Linked DNA regions of Gasterosteus aculeatus: region 2 is linked to region 1. A link is a contact called in public Hi-C data. All regions are on one chromosome and are shown on one strand. The core of a region is the stretch at or near the end of the contact, and the rest is flanking DNA. Distances in the headings are between cores, read along the strand shown. Region 1 overlaps megf6b (multiple EGF-like-domains 6b). Region 2 holds the start of akr7a3 (aldo-keto reductase family 7, member A3 (aflatoxin aldehyde reductase)).

The links. Hi-C and Micro-C count contacts between places; a contact is called where the count stands out from the background.
Region 2: a contact with region 1 is called in a Hi-C map of skeletal muscle, with 5 times the contacts expected there. The contact joins the promoter of akr7a3 here to the enhancer-like site in region 1. A contact is called at or near these places in 3 of 6 Hi-C or Micro-C datasets (skeletal muscle and whole body).

The regions. Positions count from the first base shown.
Region 1 is chr17:7,507,331-7,514,977 of fGasAcu3.hap1.1, reverse strand. It overlaps megf6b (multiple EGF-like-domains 6b), which reads left to right. Exons shown (of 37, transcript XM_078091867.1): 13 at 268-438; 14 at 972-1,103; 15 at 1,213-1,341; 16 at 1,461-1,589; 17 at 1,748-1,882; 18 at 2,229-2,363; 19 at 2,445-2,570; 20 at 2,663-2,794; 21 at 3,359-3,490; 22 at 3,987-4,115; 23 at 4,203-4,331; 24 at 4,592-4,720; 25 at 4,796-4,924; 26 at 5,992-6,120; 5 more. Among protein-coding and RNA genes, the nearest start is that of akr7a3, 38 kb to the left of the region's middle. Within about 2 kb of position 4,632, at least 3 of the 9 cell types and tissues checked have open chromatin away from gene starts, as enhancers often do.
Region 2 is chr17:7,544,840-7,552,486 of fGasAcu3.hap1.1, reverse strand. akr7a3 (aldo-keto reductase family 7, member A3 (aflatoxin aldehyde reductase)) reads right to left here and starts at 3,144. Exons shown (of 7, transcript XM_040204293.2): 1 at 1,504-3,144; 2 at 758-945; 3 at 549-653; 4 at 177-273. The coding sequence starts at 1,813. It overlaps megf6b (multiple EGF-like-domains 6b), which reads left to right and starts at 3,019. Exons shown (of 37, transcript XM_078091867.1): 1 at 3,019-3,419; 2 at 4,562-4,696; 3 at 5,654-5,763. The coding sequence starts at 3,331.

The DNA of each region.
Region 1 (7,647 bases), core at 3,383-5,882:
TGCAGTCAGGCTGGATCTCTATCAGACTTCCAGTTGTTGGACCCAGAAGAATAAGACGCAAATGCCTAAAATAATAAAATGTAAAGGGAGGTTGTGTAGTAATGTATTCATTTTTACAACATTGACTGCTAATGGAATGGGGAGATCGAGTGGGAACAGCAGGATATAGTATTGTTTACAGGCAATCACAGCGCCTCTTCTCATATTCCGTACACATGTGTGTAATAGAGTGTGTACCAAACGTTCTTCTCGCCTGTTTCCTTGCAGCATTAGAAGACGCGATTGAAGCCCTGTCCAGCGGAGCTGCCATCGAGTTGCCCCTCATTCAACCCCTGCTCACCTTGATGCAGGACTACAACCAACCGCTGGAGCGCTACGACGACTACGAGGACGACGATGGGGAGCTGAGGGCCGAGAGTAACCTGGCAGAGAAATTCGGTGAGTCCCCCCCCCCCCCCCTTCAAAACCATTAGCCCCTCGTTATCATTAAGAGCGACCTGTATCTGATTACCTGACTCGCAGGAGGCGAAGCTGTCTGACAGACTCATTTACTGCTAGCAGGAACAGACCACATGGTGGGGGTTAATTACTGTGTTTCATGCTCCCAGACTGTCTGTACATACTGTAATACCACAGATTTTTTGGCCGGGAATGCTGAGGATTATATGTCCTGGCAGCCCGTCACAGGAGGTACAAGGCTCTGTTATGTGTCGCCACAGCTTGGACTCGTTTGACACCGCAGAACATTTTATATATATGTATATTTTTTTGACCTGACCAATAATTTAACTGTGAAAAGTTATCCGTTTAAACACATTTGCGGAGTGGGACTTCAGCCTACATGGCGTAGCTAGACACAATGGGCAGCAAATGACACGATTATATGATGGAAATCACATCGATCATTAACTGCACTGTAACGACTCAGGTGGGTGAAGTGTGCACTTCATTGATTACTTTGTTGTTTCCAGTGTGTTTGGATGATACCTTTGGCAGTGACTGCAGTTTGACATGTGACGACTGTTCCAATGGAGGAAAATGTAACTCGTGGAAAAATGGCTGCGACTGTCCTGCAGGATGGATGGGTGTCGTGTGCAACCAGAGTGAGGAGCATACGGACACTCAAATACACATCCATGGGTTTCACCCTTACTACTAAATCAGAATGACGGAGTGGCAGTAATGGACCCCTTTCATGTTTCCTTTTCACAGCATGCCCCGAGGGATATTTTGGTAAAAACTGCTCATTCCCCAGTAAGTGTAAGAACGGTGCCACGTGTGATCCGATCACTGGGAGCTGCCGGTGTCCCCCCGGGGTCAGCGGAGACGTGTGTCAGGATGGTGAGTTATCCGCTTTGTCCAAGCCAACATCTTTTTGTTTTTGATTTACAGTGAAATCCTTCCCCCTCCCACTGTGGGCTCTAGTTTAAGTTTACTACGGGCTGCTTTCCTGTGTGCAGGATGTCCTAAGGGCTTCTATGGGAAGCAGTGCAATAAGAAGTGTAATTGTGCCAATAACGGGCGCTGCCACCGGACCTACGGAGCCTGTCTGTGTGATCCTGGACTCTACGGACGCTTCTGCCACCTGCGTAAATCCCACTGTCCCAACATTAACACACTCTCGCCCTTAAATTACAATGTTGGAAATTGATTGATAGATTCTGAATTAGACTTGCATTACACTCTCGAGTATCCATATGTAATTAAACCGTCATCAGTCATCTTCTCCTTGTTTATTGTCCCTCAGCTTGTCCAAAGTGGACCTTCGGTCCCGGCTGCTCTGACGAGTGTCAATGTGTCCAGCAAAACACTCTACAGTGTCACCGCCGCCACGGCACATGTGTTTGTAAATCGGGTTACCAGGGCAACACCTGTGAGGAAGGTGAGCACACTGTCACAAAGATCATCAATGACTCATCAGCACACCTTGCATATGTGTACTGCAGGGTGCTTTCTGTTCTTTGGTCCTATTACTGTTCAAAGACAACAACACAGACAACAACAGCACAGACAACAATGGTGGATGTTGTTTTAAGAAAAGCTTTGCAAAATTTGCTTTCTGATATAATCAGTAAAGGGGGTAAAATCTCCCTTCTAAATAAAGACAGAAAAATGTTGAAGATTGTTGAGCCCCTTATTTTAAGAACAGGAGGATCGTTTCCATTCTCGTGGTATACAAGTTGTCCCACCATGATGACCTGTCCTCTGAACACTTGTCCTGTCTCTAGAGTGCAAGCCGGGTACTTACGGAGCCGGTTGTGCGAAAAAGTGCTCTTGTCCACTCGGAGTGTCATGTGATCACGTCACTGGAGCGTGCCAACGAAAATGCCCTCCTGGTCGTCACGGAGAAAACTGTGATCAGGGTAGGTGGCCCGACAGAGGACTAGTTGTCCCCTGGCTATGTTTGTGTCCTCCCATGTTGACTCCTGTGTGTCCTGTGTCAGACTGTCCAGTGGGGAGGTTTGGAGCTGGCTGCGTCCATCCCTGCAACTGCACAGGCTCCCCATGTGACAAAGTGTCGGGACGATGCAAGTGTCCCGCGGGGACGGCAGGAAAGCGCTGTGAGAACTGTGAGTGCGGAAGGACTTTTGAGTATCCACAACAACCACACACTTGTTTTTATATGATGAAATTGGTAAAAGTAGGAATCCTCTTTCCACAGTGTGCCCCGATGGTTTTTGGGGTTCAGGGTGCACAGAAACCTGCCCTGCTTGTGAGAACGGCGGCGTGTGCGACAAACACAACGGGTCGTGTAACTGCCCTTCGGGGTTAATGGGCAGATTGTGCCAGAACTGTGAGTATCCGCAGCGTGCGTGTTGGTTTCCACAGCTCGATGCATTTAACGGTCCACCGGCTGAGCAGAATGGCAGCACAGTGAAAATGGAAATCGTTCAGTGGTGCTTGATCTTGGACATAAAATAGGAAAAAGGAACAGTTTTTCTCCCAGTGCGTTGGCTAAAATCCTCCAGATGTTGAAAACCACCTCCGATTATAATTCACTGGGAAGAACAAATAGAATTTCAAACAACCACTGGATCTGAAAGCCTCATTTAGTCGTGAATCCCAGAACAATGAGTCGTGGGAACTTGCTCTGCTTACATTCTACCGGCGAAGTTTGTTCTAGTAGAATTTATGCTTTGTATTTTCATTGTGCAGCGTGCCCGAGTGGACGTTTCGGCCAAGCGTGCCAAATGAAGTGTGTGTGTGAGAATAACGCTCGCTGTGATCCGGTGGCCGGGCGGTGCACATGCGCTCCTGGCTGGACTGGACACAACTGCAGGAAAGGTAGCGGCGCTAGACGGCATTTGTTAGCGCTTTTTGTCATGTGTGACACTCAAACGGGACTTTTGTGTTGCAGGCTGCGATGCAGGACATTGGGGGGAGGACTGTGCAGAAACATGTGACTGCAGGAACGGAGACGGCAGCTGCGACGGCGTGACGGGCCAGTGCAACTGTGAGGCTGGTTACACTGGAACACGCTGCCACCAGAGTATGTAGTTATATATTAATGTGTATATATTTCCTTTATTTATGTATTAAATAATTCATGTTTTTGTTTGGAAGAAACCTACTTTAAAGTTCTTGCACACCAGAAAGTCTTATTGACGTGCATGTTTTGTGACAAAACCAAATCACTGTCACTTTCAGTCTGAAAGGAGAATTTCAGGATTGAAATATCTTTTTTTTTAAATGAGTGAATGGTGTTTTGGCTTTCTCAGATGGAAAATCTGTCGGGAGTATTCATTGCTGTGAGCATATTCATTCAGCGGGAGTTTGTGTTGCAATCATTCTGCAAAGTTTCATTACCAGTGCTACCACCAGATGGTACAAAATAAATCATTTAACATCCTAAATAGATACAAATAGTTTGTCCAATACATATTTTATATTGTTGGATCCTGTCATTTTAAAACCAACCTTTTATAAAACATGACATACATATCACTCGTCTCACTGTCTAAGGTGTGTGTTTGATATTTCCTCAGAGTGCCCTGCAGGTATGTTCGGTCTGGGCTGTCGCCGTCGTTGTCAGTGTGACAACAATGCGTTGTGCGACCATGTGAGCGGCGCTTGCACCTGCCAGGTGGGATGGACTGGAACCTTCTGTGAAAAGCGTAAGAGCCTCTCCTTCCCTTCACAACGCCGAATATACCACATCTACTAGATATGCATGCCAGTAAGGGGTCGTCTGTGTCTTTCAGCTTGTCCTCCGGGTTTCTACGGACTGGACTGCCAGGAGAAATGTTCCTGTCTAAATGGCGGCAGCTGCGACCACGTCAGCGGAGTTTGTTCCTGTCCTGCCGGCTGGATCGGCTCCTCCTGCGACCTGAGTGAGTTGACTCCACAACTCACTCACTCCAGTGTGCAGCATCAAAGCACTAAGGACATCTTTGTTACGGGATTTGCAGTTAAACAAAAACTCGCTGCAGGTCTGTTATTTGGGGAAACCCAGTTGAGCAGCACATGAGAAAGCGCCGACTCCGTGTTCCCCATGCTTTTCCCCGTATCGCTTACCAGACACTGGAATTTCCACTTTTGATCAGCAAAGTTCACCACGGGGTTGTGATATTGTTTGTCCCTCTCCTGGCAGCGTGCCCAACCGGTTTCTATGGGGAAGGATGTAACCAAACCTGTAGCTGCCGCAACGATGGCATCTGCCACCCGGCCAGTGGGCAGTGTGTGTGCACGCCCGGCTGGACCGGACCCAACTGCACAGAAGGTGTGTGGATCTTCTATGATGGGTAAATAAGGGTGCACCCTTATGTCTTATGTCCTCTTGCGTCTTTTTTCCTAGAATGCCCTCCAGGGTTTTACGGAGGAGACTGTCAGCAGCGCTGCCTGTGTCAGAATGGAGCCACCTGTAACAAGAGCACTGGGAAGTGTTCATGTGCCAGTGGATGGACGGGCACAGCCTGCGAACTCGGTAAGAGTCACAGATGATGTGAGTCTCCATGGATGTCGTTGCAAAACCACCTGAAGATTAATCATTTTAAGGAAGAGTCTCCTTTATTACAACTTGGATCTCATTTTTGTACATGTGGCTTCTATTTAAAATGACAAACTCGGATCAGCTAACATTTTTTTGGGGCCAGAAACCGGAGATGACTTGATAGGTCGTAAACGGGCTCAAAACCGTTTGCATGTGCAACACGTTGTGTAGGTCAAAGCGGAAGTTGTCTGTTTTAGACCAGTTATTGTTTTCAATTCCCAGTAAGTCTGGCTAACTGTTAAAAACGCGTAAGGCTTTGAGCTTGTGTTTAGCAACTTTGACAAAAAAAAAAGACCCTGTTCAAGGTACTCGTACGTTCTCTGTACCAACCTGAGAGACACACTTGGGTTTAGTTAGTTGAAGAAAACAGTTGACAACAAACATCTTTTACTAAGCTAAACTCTTTATTTATTCAAATATCACAAATGTAATAAATGTCAGTAGCTACAACAACCACAACATCTAACAAGAATTATTAGATGATGATTCTTATAAACAGGACGGACAAATCGGAACACGCTTATAGGCTCATTTCTAAACATTTGTTATCAATATTAATATGATCACTTGTCTTGATGTTCAGCCTCATCAGCCATAATGATTGTTGTTTCCTTTTACTGCCACGCAGAAGAATAGCATCACGTTCTCGAGTTCGCCTTGTTATTTGCCGGCAGAGTTAGTTTCTGGAGCGCGGACGCGTCTCTAGCGTAAGAATCTCTGCCGACCCGCCGATGACATTCCAGCTCGTTTTCCGTCTGAGCTCCATATCACACTCCATCCTCCCTCTGTGCCTGTTTCAACTTTTCCCCATCGAGGCCCCCCACCGCCCCCCCCCTCATGCTCAGGAAGGCCTCAGATCTCGTCGCTGGAATGCTTCTAAACTCTGCGGCTACTAACTTGATTTCCCTACTCGATACTATAAACACACGGAGGTTCACACCATGACGTCTCTGTTTTGTTTCTCTTTCTGTGCTTGTGCGCGCTGCTGTATGTGTACACAGAGTGTGTGGCGGGCCGGTTCGGGAGGGACTGCCAGCAGCAGTGTGAATGTGAGAACGGCGGCCAGTGCGACGCGCTGACCGGACGCTGCAGCTGCAGCGGCGGCTGGGTCGGAGGGCGCTGCGAGAGAGGTGGGTCTCTGCTGAGTGATCCCAGCAAAAAAACAAATTAACAGACCGAAACTTTGATCTTGTGGGAACTGCTGTATTTTTGTCCGTTTTTAACCTCTGATTTGCACCTCCTTCGCTCAGCATGTGAAGCGGGCCTGTTCGGCGCCGGCTGTGAGGAGCGGTGTCGGTGTGTGCACGGGGATTCATGTCATCACGTCACTGGAGCGTGTCGGTGCCTGCCGGGCTGGAGAGGAAAACTCTGCGATAAAGGTGCAAACCGACAGTTGGCGACAGGCTATTGACGCTTCTGCTCTACCAGAGTTTGTCCTTCAAATTTAGATTGGTAAGACACTCTGCACATTTAACTAAATTCCAACTTCACACATCTTGTGTTCCTTTGACTTTCCGTCAGCATGTTTACCGGGTATGTTCGGAGAGGGCTGCATGCACCACTGCGCCTGTGCTCAGGGCACGTCCTGCCACCACGTCTCTGGAGACTGCGGCTGTCCTCCCGGATTCAAGGGAAATGGCTGTGAGCAGAGTGAGTGCTGCAGGATCCTCTTCTGCCTCCCGGCCATTTGGGAAATGAAGAAGTGTTGCAGGTTTTATAAAGTGATCTCTATCAACCGGTTCCTCTCCCAGCTTGTCTCCCAGGAACATTTGGACAGAACTGTAATCAGGTTTGCCGGTGCTCGGAGACAAACCAGCTCTGCCACCCGGTGTCCGGGTTATGCTACTGCGCTCCAGGTTTCCACGGCCGCAGATGTGACCAAAGTACAGCAAATAGTGCCTTTTATATCCTGCAGACATATCGCATCGCAGCGAGGCAGAGGCCTTCTAAAAGTGCTAATTCTTTTTTTACTCCTTTTTTCAGTTTGTCGAAAGGGTCGTTACGGCCTAAACTGTGAAAGCGAGTGCCAGTGTGAGAATGGAGGGAGGTGCATTCCGTCCACTGGAGCCTGTGATTGTCCAGCCGGTTTTATAGGAGCGAGCTGCAACATCAGTGAGTCCATCTAAAACGCAGTATTGGTGGTGGAAGTACATTGTTGGCATGAGATGACAAGTGTCCGGTGTGTGTCTCCATGGTGACAGCGTGTCCGGCCGGGCGGTACGGAGTGAACTGTGCTCGGGTGGAGCTGTGCGGAGACGGTGCCCAGAATGACCCCGTCACCGGTCGCTGCAAGTGCGTCGCCGGTCGAAGAGGAAGCGACTGTGCACACGGTCGGTACACTTGATACAGTTTGATCATTTACTGCTTTTTTTTACCGTCTCCACAATCAAAGTGTGAGGGTCCCAAACAGCGGATCACTGGTTCCATTACTCTTGTGACTAGAGCAGATTTTTGAAGGAATTTAAATCTTCACACCCACAAGAATTCAAAAACTTCACATAACGTCAACAGCATCTGACTGGATGTACTTTAGAAATGGCTTCAAACATCAGTCACATATTATTTGCAGTTTTAAAGAACACCTTGAATGTCAGTGAACAAACCTTAAATGCCCTCTAACATTTGGAACATTGTTTGTTTTATATCTCACCTATTTA
Region 2 (7,647 bases), core at 1,895-4,394, 39 kb before region 1:
CTTTCAGTCTGTATAGTTAAGGCGTTTCCCTCAAAACCTCTAATGTCAACCTTCTGGTGGTGTCTGACTCAGTATTACAGTAGTATTGTATTAATCATAAGTATTCACCTTTTTTGCATAATTTATCACCCACTAAGTATCTACTTTTAGTGATTGTCAGGACGGGAGATATGCACCTGCCAGAGGATTGTACGCGTAGAATCTCATTCCATAGTATCTCAGACATGGAAGCAGCTCGGTCTCTACCTGTCTCGTGGTGGCGTTGTACATCCCCTGTGAAAGGTTTAGTGCACGGAAATCAGTCAAAGGTTTCAATTAAATAAAGGACAGTCAACAATGATCAATCTCCGCCAAAAAAACTACAGCAATTCTGAACAAGCATTTGCACAAAAGATCAGTCCGCTCAATCAGAAAAGAATGAATTTCTGGGCCAGATGAGCGCATGTCAACGAACGGTATTTCACTTACACTTAAGAATTCACCGTTGACATACATTTTGGGGTGATCAGATATTAATCATGATTTTTTCTTTTTTTATACGGAAATACCTGATACACAGAGGGAACAATCCAGTTGTTGTGTCTACAGATGCTGGCAATCTCGGACACTTCCCACGATGTATAGTTTGAAAGACCAAACTCTTTGAATTTCCCCTGAGGGCGACAGTTCCACATTGAATTAAAAATGGAACGAAAAATGATTCAGTATGTTAGAAATATATGCAACTCATAGAGCGTAAGCCATCTAGTCTCTTTGCCTCCTTGTGGAGTTCATTGCAGGCCCTGAGGGTGTCCTGGATCGGGTTTAGGTGGTCAGGGGCGTGGAGGTAGAAAAGGTCCACACAATCAGTCCGCAGGCTCTGAAGCGAGGTTTCCAGCTGAGAACGCACGCTCTCCGGCTTCAGCGTCTTCCCTTCCCAGGGGTTGGCCTTGGTCGCTATGCTTACTGTCGCACAGAAACAACAAATTACAAATGTGGCATTGATTCACAACAAATTAAAACTAGCTAATCTTAGATATTTTACTTAGGTACACGTAGTGTTAACGCAGTGTAGAGGTGGGAATCTTGTGGATCTCTCTACAGGAGTCGATTAAGTTTAATCGTAAACAATTGTATTACATCATCAATTTATTTGTGGTTTATTCTGTATTCCTAATCTGAATTGGGAAAGTAACTCAAATTATCAGACAAATGCAGTGGAGTGATGTGGCCAACTACAAATACCTCCAAATTGTACTTAAGTATATAGAAACATTACTTTAGTAAATCAAATGGTAGCACATGTCTTACATATTGTACGTGGTCCCTTATAAATACAATGAGCACACATTAAAACGTGTTTTCCTCAAATAAGGATCACTTTTGGCCCCTTTTTCCTACCCAGAATTCCAAGCTGGCGTCCACTACATATTCATCTAATTAGCTAATGAGCAACAGCCGGTGAGTCCAGGCGTTGGGTTTTGGGGCACAGAATCATCGCGAACATGCGTGCGTCTGATATACCTGTTTTAGGGAGATTCATGCCCCCTATGATCGCCTCTGACTTCCCGTCCATGTACATGATGGCCGTGTCCACCCGGCTGTGTCCCCTGTCCAGGAAAGTCCTCACCATCTGCAAACTCTGCTCGGCGTCAGCTCGCCCGCCGAAAGCCATCGTGCCCAGCAAGGACACCGGCCGCTTGGTTTGAAAAGAAGACGAAGACGACGACATGTTTCTCCGAGGAGCCCCTGACCCCCGCGATTGTGTGAGCGCGTCTTTAAAAGTGAGACACCTTCCAAGTGCGCAAAGTCTTCCCGTTATTACCCGCTGCATGCTACGAGGCAGCGTATGGCGTGCGTCCCGGAGAGGGGTTAAAGGTCGCTGGAAGCGGGAGTTATGGGAGCGTCGCAAAATCACCCAACTCGGTTAAAACGTAACATGTGCCAAATTACAAAACGCTGCATATTTGGCTTGTTTGCTTTACGGTAGTTCGGTCTGTCCAAAGTGCGCTTTCTGCGACCACTTCCGGTTGTTATGGACACGTCGGCTGACATTTGTTGAAGTCTCTGTTGCATGTGACGTTATATCAGTTGCAGCACGCGGCTCTGCACTTTAACCGCAAGGTGGCGGCAAATCCCCACACAATGCTACAAACTACGCTCATCGGTCAATCCTGCATCCACCAATGTGCAGACAAGACAAACTAATATTGGGATGTAAACATTTACGTGTGTAGTTATTTATTTCAGTATATCATGGATATAGAACCATTAACATGAATCCTTAGGGAACCATCAGAGACCAAGAAAACTATGTATTTTCAGTAGAATAGTTCAATAGCTTTGATCACATTCATAAGTGAACACACTTGTTTACGAATGTCCAGCATGTAACCATAAAAGTGGCTTAAATATTAAAGGTATTAAAAGTAGGCTTTGACGAATGCTGCTGTACAACGAGGCCTCAATAGAAGGTTGATCTGATTAAAAAATATATATATAAATATCTCACCAAAATAATTTATAAATATTCAACGCACTATAATTGCCAAACACTCATTTATCACCGGTAGGGCATAACGAGGCTGCATGTTGTCTTCTATTCGTACTCGATGGGTACCTAAGACATCAGTGCATATACGGGTGAATATGCGGGACCTTTTATTTTTTCCACACTTTACCGTAAGATTCAAACAGCTTAAATATATATTTGTGGAGCGCCCTGACTGGACAAACAAATGCATGTGGTTATCAAAACACGACTTTTTGTTTCGAGAAAAACGTTCCTCGGCCACACATTTGTCAGATGAGCTCTGATGGGTCTTAAGAGCGTCTCATCTAATTCGAACAGGATGCCGCGGAGCTGGTACCCTCGGAGCTGCGCGGACAGCGGTGACCCGGGACCCTCCGGGGTCATGAACACACATGCGCGTAATGAAGCCGTTGTTTGGAGAGCAGCAGCAGCAGTCTGTCTTGGGGTGTGTGCGTGTGTGATTCAGAAGCTCTGAATAATAAATGACATCCTTTCCATCCTCCCCCTACCAAACCGCTGCCATCATTACGAAGTCAATGGAGGGAGGCAGACCGCGCGCAGCCTCGGCGACTCTGTGCCCGTCGGTCCGGAGCGTCCGCTGCACTTTTTCAGTCCGTGTCCCACTCGCGCACAGACGCACGCACGCACACACCTGCGGAAAGCGAGAAAACACACCGCACGTGATGGCTGGGTCGTTTTTGGGAAAGTACAGATCATTTCCACGCGGAAGAACCTTTGTGCGCGTTTTAAGTTTCTCCCAGTGAGCGCTTGGATTTTTTTTAGTTATAATTCACTTATTGAAACCTCGATCCAGAAACATGGATAGTGTTTTTCATTTTTTCCTAATATTTATTATAGAGGCTCATGCATTGAGTTATGGCATCACCAACAATCTCCAACCGTATATGTGAGTAATCTTTTGTCATGTATTGCTGATTATTTTCTGTTAACTTTTAAAATATTATCCAAGGATGTCTACTTTTTTTTTTTTTTTTGTTAAAACAATTTTTCAGCATCAAATTTCCTAAATTTGACTTGCTCATTCACCTGCTTTTTCAAAAAACACAAAACTGACCCAGAGGCAGAGAACTAAGTTTTGCTGAGGTGTTGAAAGCAGCTGGTTGAGCTATAAAAGCGGGATGATTAAAATTGTTGTGCACTCTCATCAAGACCTTTATTGGCAAAGTCACACTGTAATTAACGTGATTATATATCAGCTCTATGTTGATGGTCTGTGCTGCATTCCTAACTCTATCAAAGTTAGTTTGAAGCCCCTCAAAGTGTTTAAACCTCTAAATATTAAGCAGTGAATTATGTGAGACAATATTGTCTGTGGTTAACTGCCACTTACAACGAGGTCTTTCAGTTATGTAAAGTGAATGTGAATACTATTGTTTATGAGACGAGCAGATGGATGTTTTTTAGATTCCTGCTGATCTCTGTATGCGGAGCCTCCTGTCTGACGCTGGAGGGTTGCCGACGCAGTAAATGTCTCAAAGATCATGTTGCGCTTTATTTTTGTACAAGGTACGAAGACATCAGTGGCAGGTCCGCCTGTAGAAGCGCTTTGCGCGAGGGGGACAAAACAGCACAATTAGAAAGTCTTCTCGTGTTTTACCAGGGGGCGAAAACGAGTGAAAACATGCATGTATGTCCAGTGGGAACACTGTAAATGTCTTTGCGTGAATTGTCTGAAAAATGGTGTATTTGGAGATAAACATGAAACAACAAATCTGTGCCAGTTTCACGTCAATGCAAAATGGCTTTCAGGTAAAGGTTTCAAATGTGAAGAGTCGTGGTTAATCTACAGGTAGCAGCTCTGAGTTCTGATAGATAATGTCTGAGGAATTTCCCATGAGTCTTTGAATATACCAAAGCCAGACCTCCCAATCGGCCTTACATCTCGGCACAGGCAGGAAGGCCTTGTAAGCTCCGTCCATCTATCATTGCTGCAGCGCATCCCACAGCCTTCATAAATTGTCCCGCTGCCGTCTGTAAATCTGTAAAACATTTTGACACTAAGTATTTTCACCGCTGCTTTTGTTTCAGGCCCAATGTGTGCGTGGAGAGGGAGGTGACGCTGGTCGCCCAGAGGCAGCCGTGTGTGCAGGCCTTCACACGCATGGTTAAAGTGTGGAAGCAAGGCTGTGCCGCCCAGTCGTGGTGCATGGGATACGAGAGGAGGTGAGTAATACTCTTCCCTTTTGTTGTCTGTCGACGCTTACCGCTGACTCAAACACTCCTCATCTTCACCTGCAGTGGATGTAGCGCTTTGCTGATGAATCTCTGGCTATGGCAAAGCCTTAATTATAGCTTCATGAAGTCATGCAACCAAACTAATGTATCCGCTTCATTTGACTCCACCTCCAAACAGTATCAAACTGGACGATGTCCTCGACCTCCTCTTTCCTCTCGACCTCTTTCGCTCTTGTTCTGTAATCACAGCCTTGAGCCTCTCATGCAGCTAAGTGCAAGGTGCGGCCCCATTTCATCGAGGCCAACAGCTATTTAACACCCGGGCGTCTTTGCAGCCAGCATTCCTTTGAAGGAGGGTCGAGATGCTAACGTTTTAGCCTGCCTGCGTTTCAGGAGCTTCTCAGTCTGCTGCTTGCGCTCGCTTTCACAGCGTTATCTCACCGCGTTACAAAGTCAAAGGCTGCTTTGAAGGCAGCCAAGGCCACAATTACTCGCTTTAAACAAACGTGTTTCCACATTGGGTAATGACCGTAGAGCAATGAGAGGTGTCCCAAAGTACAGGGATCGGCATCGTTCTCTGAAGTCGTCTCTGCCAGTATCACACTTTGAAATGGCGCCTTAACGGTCTGGGAAAATGTTTGCTGAACATCTTACTGCATGTTACTTAAAAGACTGTGAGATGTTTGATCCAATCTCATGTTTATTTTCTAATCGCATGGTATTCAACCACATGAAACCTAAAAAAGTGCATGTCATATTTCAGATAACGTCACATAATCCCTTTGTATATATTGTATACTTGTTTTTTCGCACACTACTGTTTTACACTACAATTCTACAAAAAGTCCTGTATTGTCAGTTTCTTATTCCTTTTGATTTTTTTCGATAAACCATTTCAACGGGTTTTATTGAAAGCTTTTAACTTGATGTTTGTCATATTAACAGGACAGCGTACTACACTGCATACAGACAAGTGTACCGACAGGATTATCAGACTGTGCACAAGTGTTGCCCTGGATGGTCCCAACTTAATGGAGAAGCAGGCTGTCTGTATCGTAAGTATCCAACTATCCACATGCTGCTTCAATAATTATACAAAAAACACGTCTTGGGTTTTGCGGTTAGGTATGCTTACTCGTAGGCATTCGATATGCTTTCCTGACTCAGCGGGAGGAAAGATGCGTTAAACATCACCTCTGCCTTTGCAGAGACTCCTGAATGAATGGTTTTCAGAAAAAGGTCAAAAGGGTCAAGAGATGCTTTGCCCATCCACTCCCGAGCAGATGTTATCGGTCAGTGCCATGACCTACTTGTCTTTTTACAGTCCCACAAGGTTTAGATGTGGATGGTGGGAAAAAGAATCTCACGTGTTGTAAGACTTAAGTGTTGGCATTTGCTCTCAAAAGATCTTTGCGTTGCATTGTAGTTTCTTTTACTACTTTCAGGAAAAACAATTACAATTTAAGGTGAAGTCACGGCTCTGCAGCGCTCCTTTGGTTTGCAGAGGACAATTTGCCTGACAGACGTCTTTAACAAGGCACGGTATTTACTTTTAATACGATGAAAGTGCAAATGGTCCACATTCCCCCTCCAGCATGTGGTCCCATGTGTAAATGTTGGATGACCACCATAGGGTCATGTGACACTACTCGTTCATAGGTGTGACAAGTCAGAGGATTGCATCATGAGTATTAAAACGTAAAGGCCCAGCCAGAGTTTACCCCACCAATTATCCGGGGCCCCCTCAACAATACCTTTCGAGTCACGGTGGCGAGACCAACTGCTGATGCGCATGAAAAAGAGAAAATATGAATCTCTCCCGTGTGAGTTCCAGTCCACAGGTCCATGTATGGAAGCGTAGCTCCGATTGTCACTCTGGGGCTGCCAGCAGCTCGTCTCCTTGTGGATAAGCTTAGCTTCACACCGCTGGGACAAAGAAGCCTCCTTTGATGGGATTTCACAGCCAGTGATCCAGAGCACATAGCCTGCATACCATCGACGGGCTCCTGGCAAAGCCTTCCTGTAAACAGTTTGTGCCCTGTACGGTCGACTGACAAGAAAGTTTCCGCTTCCTTGCTCTCGTTGCTTTACCTGGAACTGACCCGCATGCTCAATGGCCACCGTCCGATGAACACCCTGTGTTGGGATGTGGAGCGAGAGACCTGGATGAGCCTGCCATGGTTTTTCATGGCGTTTTATACAAATGTCTTTGTTTCCAGAGAAAAGGTTATGGCATTAAACAATACAGTATAAAGAAAAATTTCTGCTCCGCAATGAGTTTGGATTGTTTTAAAATGGTCATAAAGACATTCCTCATGCTTTCCCCTCAATTCGGTAGACAGGAGTTTTTTTTTTTCTTCTCGTGACAATGGCTGCCCTCCCTGGCGTGAGGCAGGGCTTTTATCTCCGTAACCAAAGACGTGGCAGCACTTTGAGATGAGAGAAACTAATCACCCTTTTCTCTGAGCCATTGAACAAGGATAAAGGGAAGCTCACACCACGATCCCCCCTCTCCCACTCCCGTGCACTTTGCTATGCGCTATCTCTACTGTACCTCATTCAGCACAATGCAATCTGTTGGGCTGTTTTCAACAGCGCCTCCAACATCCAAAGGGAAGAATCTGCACCGCAGAATGTACAGCTTTAGCAAATCCCCTAAACCTCCCCAAAGAAGGGAAGATGGGAATGCTTTGTGTGTGAGATCGTGATTTAGTGTCTGCCACTCCTGAGTTTTCTTGTCTCTTTCTCTGTGTGTGTTCCCTCATAAAATGTCAGTGTAGGGTAATTAGGAGAACGGCTTGTTGAATTGGGGCTCTAATCATGTTGTCCACACAGTGGCTTGGAAGTGGCTGCGAGTCGAGTGGTTTGCCCTTCTTGTAGTTCACCTGAGATTCTCTTGTGCCTCTGTATCCACACATTGTACAGATGTTTACATCCTG